4 separate regions of the Gossypium hirsutum genome follow, and regions 2, 3 and 4 are each linked to region 1. Evidence: chromatin contacts called from public Hi-C data. All regions are on one chromosome and are shown on one strand. Each heading gives the region's core, a stretch centred on a gene start, on an enhancer-like site or on the middle of the called end of the contact. The rest is flanking DNA. Distances are from core to core; before and after follow the strand shown.

Region 1 (2,700 bases), core at 146-2,645:
TTACTCTTTTGATGGATACTAAAACCGGATTTAACATGTCAATTCAAGGGATTATGAAGAATAAATTTGTGGTTGTGGGGGCTTCCTCTGGATTTAACATGTCATATTCAATATACATTTATTTAGAATATTATTACTCCATTTTCATTTGAGATTTTCATGATTTCATAGTGTTCTTCCACTCCATGTTGGTATTAGTTAGAACGTAGTAAAAAAGAAAGAAACAGTCAAGCACGAGTTTAGAAGAATGAAAAAAGGAAGTTGGACTCCATGGAAATGATATAGTTGACTGAAATTCTATTGCAAATCTATCATGAACAATGAAAGCAACTTGTATGAATATGAATTCTCAATTATATGGGATTTAAAAATTGAACAAAGATGAGTTTTTATTTTTCCCAGAAAACCTGGGAAATATTATTCACTGTACAACTCAACAAGATTACAATCCCGAAACCTAATAATTCCCATCACTAATTTTTTGTGTAATTGATCCCCCGCTAATTCTTAACCACAATAGACATGCATTTTGTATAATGCGCAATGTTTTCTTGCATTAGGGCTTTCCTTCTTTCAGCAATGAAACTATCTACTTTTAACTGAAACTCTTCATTGCTAATCTCATGTATCGCTTCCCTTGCCGATTCTGCACTACAAACAACTAGTTCTCTGCCCGTTATTGCCGTCTCCGATCTTCTATACACCCGGCGGGGACGCCGTTTTCCAGATTCTGACACCACTGATCGTGTTCGTCGGTACTCTTTTTGCTTCACTTTATCAGTTGAAGTTATTGCAGGCTTCGTCTTCGTCGACCAAGGTTGTTGTTTAATTTGTGAAAGCGGGCGTTTTGTCTCTGCAACATCAACCGCATTTTCCACCACGACGATTTGTTTGTCGAGCACGGTCGCCTCCGCGGGTATTATACTCCGGTGAGAGCACACGTACTCATCGTAGATACCGGAGCTGGTAGATTGTTTCTGGGTAGACAGAATATAAACAACAAGGATGATGATGTTCATAAGGATGAAAATGAAGAAAAGGTCATTAAGAGTGTTGATGTAACGTTGGCTAAGATCTCCGGCAACCTCGATGATGTGGGGAATCAAAGGGGGGAACCAAGACCATGATATCAAAAACAAAACCAACAAAAACCCCATATAGCGAAGACCCAACCTTAGCTTCCTCTCCATGTTGTATCTCCGCAAAGCATCTTCTTTCTCTGCTTTAACGTTGTCAAGTTCGAAGGAATCCATGTTTGTTTAACAAGAAAATGAGGGGGGGGGGAATGGGGGAGAAGGTTTAAGGTTGCTTTCTAGAGGGGTTATTATTAAACAAAGAAACAGAGTTGGATGGAATCTGCTGGTACTTAATAATACAGGGCTTTGGAAACTTTATGATTTCAAATGGATTGGATGGGATTTATATATATACACGTTGAGTAATAGAGAGGCGGGGTATACTCGACACTAGTAAACTCCTTAAAAAACAAAGCATGGACCCACTTTTTAATATTATTAATGTATTAATTAACTAAACATGAAAATATTTCAATTTTGCTTCTCGGATAACTCTAACTCCACTGCATCATGACCAAGCCGTATTAAAAGTTTTCTCGAGAGCACATCCGGTAAAAAATATCGTTGAGGTTGTTTTATAGTGTTTTAAAAGTTTTTTATTAAAAGTTAATTTATATTTTATTTTCTTTACTTAAAAATTGAGCAATGTTTGGTGTATCACGTGTATTTCATGCTAACGTATAAAGATTAGTTTTTAATAATAGAAATAGATGAAATTTTTAACAAAATAATTAGTTTACTCTTTAATTTAATATACAAGGATTAATTTGTTTATTTTTTTGAGTAAATGAATTAAAATACAATCTAAATTATAATATAAAACCTCTATGATACTTTTACAAATATTAAAAGACAAAGTGAACGAGCTAAAGTGAATTATGTGAGTTTGGGTCCATTCTATTATTTTTTTCATTAATATCTAATAAATGTTTAATCACTATTCACAATATGAGTTTTACACATTTGAATGATAATGATATTTATATTAGATATTAATAAATAAAAAATAATATTCTATCTTAATCCGAATTATGTTAAGGTTTCTCGCACACTTACAAGATAGCCAGTGAAAGAAATGGAAATGGGTCCAAACAGGCAGACCCACGAGTCGGGGGGAGGTGAGATAGGTTAGGTGGTGCCACGCCGGAGGAAATACCATGGAAGGGCTCGAACGGGTCCCATGGTGGCACCAATATCCTAAGCTCTCGCATTCTTTACAAAAAGTAAAATGTGGGTCCATGCGTTGCTACATTTTCAATTACTTCTTTTAAATTGTGAAATTAATAGATTCATCATGCATTTCCTTATGGAGCATGAAACTTCCTAATATGTTCCCATTGGGATTAGTTGACATTTTGCAACACATTATCCAAGTTTTTCTTCTTTACCAGCTTACTTAGGTTTAGTTTGATTTTTCCTTAACAAATTTTGGAATGCATTACTTAGATTATTGTGTTAGAGAATATTTTTAATATGTCTATTAATTAGTTTTTGTTTGTGAATATCGAATTAAGAAAATCAATAAAGTTGAAATGATTACATGATTTATATAGATATTTTTATGTTTATTTAAACTTAAAAAATAATGTTATTAGGTGTGGTGTGGATAAAATTAAGATTTAAA
Region 2 (2,700 bases), core at 83-2,582, 330 kb before region 1:
GTTGCTCTTCCATCCCCTGAAATATCTATCTCCTCTATCTCATCACCTTAGGGCTTTAGCTGTTCTTGCAATTGATTTGGTGCTTGGACTACCTCTTGAATCCCTTCTAACTCTACTTGGCAGCGAGATGATTGTCCATCAAATTGTTCCCCGAGTATAGATAATACACAAGCTTTTCATCACTTCCGGTGTATGAGCTAACTCCGAGATCCGTCACTTCTTCCTTCACATCATTACTTATACTTGGATTCCATTCTTTCCTTTTTTCTTCCTTGATGCTTCTTCTTCTTTTATGTTCCAATTTTGGTAGCGGAACCTCAATAGGTTATTTTCATCTAGTTCTTAAAAAAAAAAAAACAAAGCGCCTGTGCATATCAATTTCATTGCGCTCAAAAGGTGCCTCAGTTGTAAGGATGAAAATTATATTTGCTTCCAATATCTATTTATGCATTGGTGGCGAGAAGATGGAATGATGTTATGATTGTGTAAAAACTTTCTCATAATAAAAATATGATATGCCACATCGGCATCAATAACATGAAAGCAAAAACGTGACGTTTCCCAACATAGAAACAGTGTGTTAGTAACAAAAAAAAAACAAACAAGTATTTACAAAAATCTTGTGTACAAAACCACAATTATACGATGCTAAACTCACAAACAGCAATAGTGCCAAAGGAAAGAAAGGCGTGGTTCTGCAAAGTTTGATGATCTCATGACTGCAGTAGTAAAATTATCAATATGGATTTTGCAAAATCTGAGTTTATTAATTAAGAGGATCTTCGGTTCGTCATCGCTCGCACTTTCAAAAGCAACTCTGAAAAAAAAAAAGAGAATCTTTACTGGTATTTGCCATATTTGTATAAAATGGTGAGGATGGATGGGGAGGCAGTGGGTGTTGGGTCGAGCATAGCGGCAGCACTCACGTGAAACCTTCCGCAGTTGGGTCCCCACGTAGAGATCCTCCCCATCTAAAACCCCAGCCCTTCCTCTCTCTTCCACACGTATCTTCCCACCCCCTCGCACGTGATTGTCCACGTGTGTTCCCTTTCCGTCCCACTCTCACGCCTCCCTTTTATATTCTATAATAATATGAATTTAATTGAGAAAAAAATTGTAAAAAATTGTAATTTCATGTATCACATTATTTTTATTTCTTATTTAAATAAAAGAATAATAAATAAAAATTTTTCTCTTGATGTTCAGTTTTGTTATCTTGAAAAAATTTAATTTATTATTATTTTATTAGAAAGGGATAAAAGATGATATAGAATTATAATTTGATAAAAAATTTTCTCTTGATTGAGAAGCTTTATATATACATATCAAGCCTTTTTCCTTGTTTGGCTTGAGAGAGAACCCACCATTTTTGTTTCTAAAAAAGAAATGAGAGGAATCTGTCGGTCTGTGCATGTTAGATGTTTACGTAGTAAATCTTTAAGTGTTAGCTGGGCTTACGTAAACGCTGCCATCAAAGGTTTTGATCCTTTTCCTCCTCACGTTCCCCCTTATCTTTTAACACCTTGTTTTCTGCACTCTTTCTTCTTTATTATATATTTATTCATTTCATTATTCCAAAGAAACCATTTCTTGCAGCACCGAAAACCAAGCATTGTTTCTTTTCTTCTTTTAATATGGCAACTATGCTTCTTTTAACCTTCCTTATTTCTAGTTTAATTATGGTTACTGTTGGATTGGCCATCGACTTCATGGAGATTCTTCGCCTGGGTATTGATGGTCAACTCAGCGTCGACCCCAGCGACGTCGAAACGGCTTCTCTCGATTTTGGTTTGCTCACCCGAGGTCAACCGCTGGCTGTATTGCATCCAGTTTCGGCTCAGGACATAGCTCGAGTCGTTAAAGCAGCCTACGGGTCAAACCAGGGGATGACGGTGTCAGCTAGAGGACATGGGCATTCCATAAACGGACAGGCTCAGACCACAAACGGTGTAGTGATTCAGATGAGTGGGTGGAAAGGGGGGAATAAGCCACCTCGACCTCATGTTTGGGCTGAAGAGAGATACGTGGACGTTTGGGGTGGGGAGCTTTGGATAGATGTGTTGAAGAGTACCTTAGAGTATGGACTGGCACCCAAATCATGGACGGATTACTTGTACCTCTCTGTTGGTGGGACTCTGTCAAATGCTGGAATCAGTGGCCAAGCTTTCAATCATGGTCCACAAATTAGCAATGTTTACGAGCTTGACGTCGTTACAGGTCAAGTTCTTCCATCTTTTTCAAGCATCATTATATTATTATTGTTGTTGCATTAGAATGAATGGGATTTGGTGAACAGGAAAAGGTGAGGTGTTGACATGCTCAGAAGATGAAAACACAGAGCTGTTTCATGCTGTCCTTGGCGGTTTAGGACAATTTGGCATTATCACCAGAGCTAGAATTTCCCTTGAGCCGGCTCCAAATATGGTACCTACCATTCATTCTGTTTTTCATCCACCAGAGCAGCCTTTAACTTGCGTCTGTCTAACGTGGTGTAGGTGAGATGGATAAGAGTACTGTATTCCAATTTCTCAGCTTTTACCAGCGACCAAGAGCATCTTATATCGCTACATGCAGAGCCAAGTAACCAAAAATTCGACTACGTTGAAGGTTTCGTGATTGTAGCTGAAGGGCTCATCAACAATTGGAGATCATCTTTGTTTTCCCCTCAAAACCCTGTTAAAATCTCCACTCTTTTTCCCA
Region 3 (2,700 bases), core at 183-2,682, 470 kb before region 1:
GAGTTGGAGTCTCGGAGATAGGAATTCTCCATTGACCAGAAATGAATCAGCTTAGTTTCTACGGCTAACAATGCTGCGAACAACAAAATCAACAGCTTGAAAACTGAGATAGTTTCTACGGCCCTTTGACAACAATGCTCAATCCAGGAAAAAGAAATGATTGAATTACAAAGCCCTTTACAAAATTCTGCTCGAAAAACTAACTACTACCCCTATTCAAGGAAACTAAACCTCATCGGCCATCAATACAGTCTAAGTATCCAAAAAGTAGCAGTAACATAAAGAATAAACCATATCCCAAAAACTATCTTCTGTGCAAATTAACCCTGTTAGTATAAACAATTCATTCAAGATTCTAACAACGACTAGTGAGAAACAAGCAAAATTTCATATAAAAATGATGCCTTCGTGTACAAAAAATTACACACAACAACATATTCACCAAAATTTAAACAAAGTTTGCTTTAAAATTTACTCAATTCTCTCGTCATGAAGAGGGAAACACGTCTTTCACAGCCGATGCTGCAGACAATTCGGCGCCCCTTTGAATGTACTCCCTACAAAGAATGAAAACGGAGTCGGAAATAGGTTCCTCCTCAAATCCTGCGCTTCCTTTAGCGGTTTTCCATTGAGACGATTCGATAACCGAATCACGTCTTTCGTGCAACTCTCCACTTCATCGGCTATTCCTTCTAAATCCTCGTCGCTGGAGGGAGTCTTCGAGCCAGTTGACTTCCGCGACAAGATATGGTTTCCTACGTAGGATGTTGGTGACGCGGAACCGTTCTTGGCCTTCACTGTTAGACATTATAACAGATACGTGAAAAATATCTATCTTCATTCAATTCTTTCTTTAGTCGTTTACATGCTATTTAATACACAGAGATAGCTGCTAACTAACCTTAACAGCTAACACCAAACTAACTACTTTTTAACTAACTTTAGTGTTACAAGTGATACTCATAACATTCACAAATGAGAAAGAAGCGGTCGTCGACGAGGCGTTCGTGCTTGAAAATCTCTCCGACGAAGCCGACGTCAAAGGTGCCACCGACGGGATCAGAGTAAATAACGCCAAAGGGGAGGTCGGTGTGGAGGAGCGTGTGCATCATAATGCGGTAACGGAACTCGAAGATCTGGAGGGGGAGAACAGCGCCGGGGAAGAGAACTAAGGGGAGAGGAAATAGAGGGATCTGTACGGATTCATCTGATTGGGGAGGATACGGGTGGCGTTTCTCCGGGAAAGAGGAAGCGAAGCATCGGAGGGAGCCGAGCCTATGGAACCTGGGGGATTGGAAGAGCGAAGAAGAGTTGGAAAATGGCTTGAAATTAGGGTTTAAAAGATAAGGACCGACAGCGTTGGGGCTTATCGAAGGTTGGTGAGTGAGCGAAGAAGAAGATGAATGGGATGGGATTAGCCGAGGGAGGGCCATTCACCAGAGATCAGAAGCTGTTCGAAGTATTGCGTACATGAAGATAAATAAATAACAATATTCTGAAAAATAGTACTACTCGCTAGTTAGAATTTTGAGAACAGATAAAAATTGATTTTTTTAATGATAAAAATAATTTAATTTAAATACAAAGTATATTATACGTTAAAATGGGCCGAATTTGAAAAAAGAAATTGGCCCTTTAAAAATATTTAAGGTTTTAGGTAGAGAATATTTAGAGAAATATATTAATTTTGGGAAGAAAAATAGAAAACGCATTTTTGTAAAGTTTGTTTTTTAATTTTTTGACACATTAAATTTTTTTAGTTAAATAGTTAAATATTAATAGTTTTGTCATTAAATATCGGATTTGGTTCCTCATTTGTTCTTTTTTTTTATTTCATGCTCTTGTTGTTTCAAGTTTTATTTTTTATTTTTAATTATAAAAATAATTATTTGATCTTTGCATAAAAGAGTTATTATTTAAAAAGACAATTAAACAACTGAAAATTAATATAATTATTAATTAAAAATAAAAAAATTAAAACAACATGAAATAAAAAATAAAATATGCTCAAAAGAGGAATTGAACTTAGGATTCAAAGATAAAATCACTATTAATTAACCATTTAACCAAATGAGCTAATTTATTAAAAATAGAAATTAAAAATAAAAGAAAAGCTTGAAAGAAATGAAATAAAAATAGAAATGTGAGTAGGAGAGAAATTAAACCTAAGATTTGAAGACAAACCCACTAACTTTTAACTATTTGACCAAAAGAGTTAATATGTCAAAAAGTTAGATAGTTAAATGTAAGTGATTTTAGTCTTTTGAGTCTCAGCTTCAATTTCTCTCCTACTCATATTTATATTTTTATTTCATGTTGTTTCAATTTTTTTATTTTTAATTAATGTTTTTAATTAATAAATATATTTGTTTTCAAGTTTTTTTTATTTTTAATTAATCACTCTTTTATTTATAAAATAAAATAATTATTGTCAATTATATAATAAAAATTATATTTACTAAAAATAATGATATTTGGTAATAATTATGTGATTTTATAAAAAAGTTATTAATTAAAAAGATAAATTGAAAATAAAAAACTTGAAAATAATATCTTTATTAATTAACAAAAAAGAGCTTGAAACAACATGAAATAAAAAAATATCAATGCGCTTAGAAGAGAAAGCGAACATGAGACTCAATGATAAAAACACTATTAATTAACTATTTAACCAAATGAGGTAATATGTTAAAAATAATA
Region 4 (2,700 bases), core at 111-2,610, 430 kb before region 1:
GATGGATTACAGTTGTTTGCAGAAAATCCTCTTGTTAGCTTTGTTTAATTGGTTGTAATCTTATTTTCACCAAAAAAATTCCACAAGTAGCTTTTTTTTTTTTGAGAGAGAGCGATCCAATCCAAGAAAAAATAGCCCATCAATCTATGGCTAACCAAATGCATGAATATGGAGATTTCAAGTTTATGGAGATGGGTTAGGGTATCTCAGCGACATATGCAACATCTTTTATGGGTTTGTTTGAGTGTGGTGACTAAAAAAATAATTATGTTGTCTAATGTTAGGGTTTAAAAAAAGGGGGTTAGGGTTTGTTCGTGTCGTGGACAAAATTTTCTATGTTTGTGTTTGTCACGTGAAGAACAGCAAAACTACCTAGTTTAAGGTAAGCCAAAATATTGGTGGCATGAATGATCTTTTCTAAGCAAAAATGATATTGATGCTTTATTTTTGCTGATGAAACAAATAAAAGCATGAAAGTTCGCATGGAGGATGCATGTGAAAGTAGACACTTTTGCAATAGAGTCCTTTGAATTTGTGCAACCTAAAGGATAATAGAGTCTTTCGAATTTGTGCAATCTAAAGGATAAGAAAAATGAATTATATTATTTTATAATTGGTTGTTTTTAAAATGTATTATTTTGTAAATTATACTACTTTCGACAAACTTTTTTGAATTTGTTGTCAATATTAATGTAAATTAAATGGGTGAAGGTATTTGGCATGTTGCTCTATTATAGGGGTTAGATGGAATTAGTTATTTGATTAAATAAGGCTAAAATTTATCAAAGATAATATTTAGTGTTAAAAAAATAACATGAAAATAATTTGACTCATACATAGTTCAACTCCAAACAAACTCCAAATAAAATTTATCAAAATTAACATCGAAAGCTCTCATTCTCTTTTTTTTTATAGTTTAGCTTTTTTTTATGAAATAACTTTGGACTCACGAATTTATGAACCAAAATCTAAATAATTTTCTTTTTCGATCTCCAACACCGATCATCAAATTAACTTAGATCTAATATATGTTCTTCTACTCATCAATGAGTACTGACCCACCATAACGATTGTTAAATTGCCGCTCAAGCCTCACTACCCGATTAAAAAAAATTAACATTATAATGATTTAAATGAAAATTTTCTAATAGATTAATGACTCAATTTTATAACTTTTTAAAATTAAATGACCAAAGCTTAAATGTACTAATAATTTAATGAGCTTGAGTGCAATTTATCCATTTTAGACTTCTTACTTTTTTTTTTTTCAACATTAAATTTTTAAAAATAGTTGAATTTCGTTATCACATTGAATCCGATTCTTTATTATTAATTTAAACAGGTGCCGCATGTAACGTACGTGCCGTGTCCTTCCAAATTCAAAAGCGCCTTTCATACTTGGGTTCCATTTACATGGACACGAAAACGCGGAACCATTCTCACCGCTGACCACTAATATTATTCCGTCACTGACATATGAGAATGCGTCACGTGATTCCCGAACTTTACCTATGGCATTCTCGTAATTAGCCTCTAAACTCCTCTATATAAAGGATTGTGCACTATCGAAATTGTCAAACAAACACAAGGGAAACAAGATAAAAAGTATTTTGCTTTGCCTAATTTGTAAGCTTTGAGGTTAAGTGAAAAAACTATGGCTGAAGAGGGACAAGTAATTGCCTGCCACACTGTTGAGTCATGGCAGCAGCAGCTCCAGATGGGAAACGAGTCCAACAAACTGGTAAATATCTTTTCTTTGTTGTAACTTAAGAAAACTGGTACAGAAATTGCTGTTTCTTTGTATTAGCTACCAAATTTTGCTTGCTAGGTTGTTTGGAAAAATTGGTTTTGTCTACGTAAACTTGGGCTGATTTCAGCGAAGGACTTAGTAATCTCCTGCTTAATTTGTCCTGTATAGTTCTTAGCAAGGTCCTCAGTTATGTACTAGTGGTGTATCACAAGTATTAGGTGTTGTTTATTGTGTTGTTATGATAAATTATAGATCTGTATGTATGATACTTAAGAAAAGATTTATTTGGATAGGTGGTGGTGGATTTCACAGCATCATGGTGCGGGCCATGCCGTTTTATATCACCAATCCTGGTGGATCTTGCTAAGAAGCTGCCCAACGTCATATTCTTGAAGGTGGACGTGGATGAACTGAAAGTAGGGTCTCTTAAGCCATTGCTTAATTAAAAAGCCTGTAATTTTAACTTTTGACTTGTCAAATTTTCTTACACCATGCTCTTTGTAATTGTGCAGTCTGTCGCTCAGTCGTGGGCTATTGAGGCGATGCCAACTTTTGTGTTTCTGAAAGGAGGCACCATAATTGACAAGCTTGTGGGTGCAAGGAAAGATGAATTGCAGCAGAAAATTGCCTTCCATTCATCTACCTCGGTGCAGACAGCATGAATCAACATTTAAATGTACTTGATGTCTGGAGTTGTTTATGAAACTAGGATCTTATGAATGTCTGACAGACACTAAATAATGTGTGGTTGTATTTATATTTGGCTACTCTCTCTGCCTGTTGTCCTTGTTTCTATTTCAGATCTTATCTTATATTTAAATTAGTGTATGCTTTCTATAAGTTATCTATGTTTTTATACTTGTTTATCCCATATTATTCTTTTGAATTTCACCCTAGTTAGCATGGCTTTCTTGGAACCACTCTTAACCTTAAACACCTACATAAATTTG

The links. A called contact is a pair of places that touch in the nucleus more often than the background predicts.
Region 2: a contact with region 1 is called in a Hi-C map of leaf, with 2.3 times the contacts expected there. The contact joins the promoter of LOC107917563 here to the promoter of LOC107918014 in region 1. A contact is called at or near these places in 3 of 34 Hi-C or Micro-C datasets (all in leaf).
Region 3: a Hi-C map of leaf shows a contact between it and region 1, with 2.1 times the contacts expected there. The contact joins the promoter of LOC121211246 here to the promoter of LOC107918014 in region 1. A contact is called at or near these places in 10 of 34 Hi-C or Micro-C datasets (anther, callus, hypocotyl and 2 more).
Region 4: a Hi-C map of leaf shows a contact between it and region 1, with 2.3 times the contacts expected there. The contact joins the promoter of LOC107916540 here to the promoter of LOC107918014 in region 1. A contact is called at or near these places in 4 of 34 Hi-C or Micro-C datasets (hypocotyl, leaf and petal).

What each region holds. Positions count from the first base shown.
Region 1 is chrA01:24,577,067-24,579,766 of Gossypium_hirsutum_v2.1, forward strand. LOC107918014 reads right to left here and starts at 1,396. Exons shown (of 1, transcript XM_016847503.2): 1 at 387-1,396. The coding sequence starts at 1,253. The coding sequence ends at 501.
Region 2 is chrA01:24,249,260-24,251,959 of Gossypium_hirsutum_v2.1, forward strand. It overlaps LOC107917563 (cytokinin dehydrogenase 5), which reads left to right and starts at 1,333. Exons shown (of 6, transcript XM_041098180.1): 1 at 1,333-1,477; 2 at 1,673-2,217; 3 at 2,297-2,424; 4 at 2,496-2,700. The coding sequence starts at 1,680.
Region 3 is chrA01:24,109,912-24,112,611 of Gossypium_hirsutum_v2.1, forward strand. LOC121211246 reads right to left here and starts at 1,433. Exons shown (of 2, transcript XM_041083833.1): 1 at 968-1,433; 2 at 511-797. The coding sequence starts at 1,433. The coding sequence ends at 511. It overlaps LOC107943868 (glucose-induced degradation protein 8 homolog), which reads right to left and starts at 1,546. Exons shown (of 10, transcript XM_041098102.1): 1 at 476-1,546; 2 at 1-73.
Region 4 is chrA01:24,143,474-24,146,173 of Gossypium_hirsutum_v2.1, forward strand. It overlaps LOC107916540 (thioredoxin H1), which reads left to right and starts at 1,361. Exons shown (of 3, transcript XM_016845811.2): 1 at 1,361-1,741; 2 at 2,044-2,166; 3 at 2,263-2,590. The coding sequence starts at 1,655. The coding sequence ends at 2,412.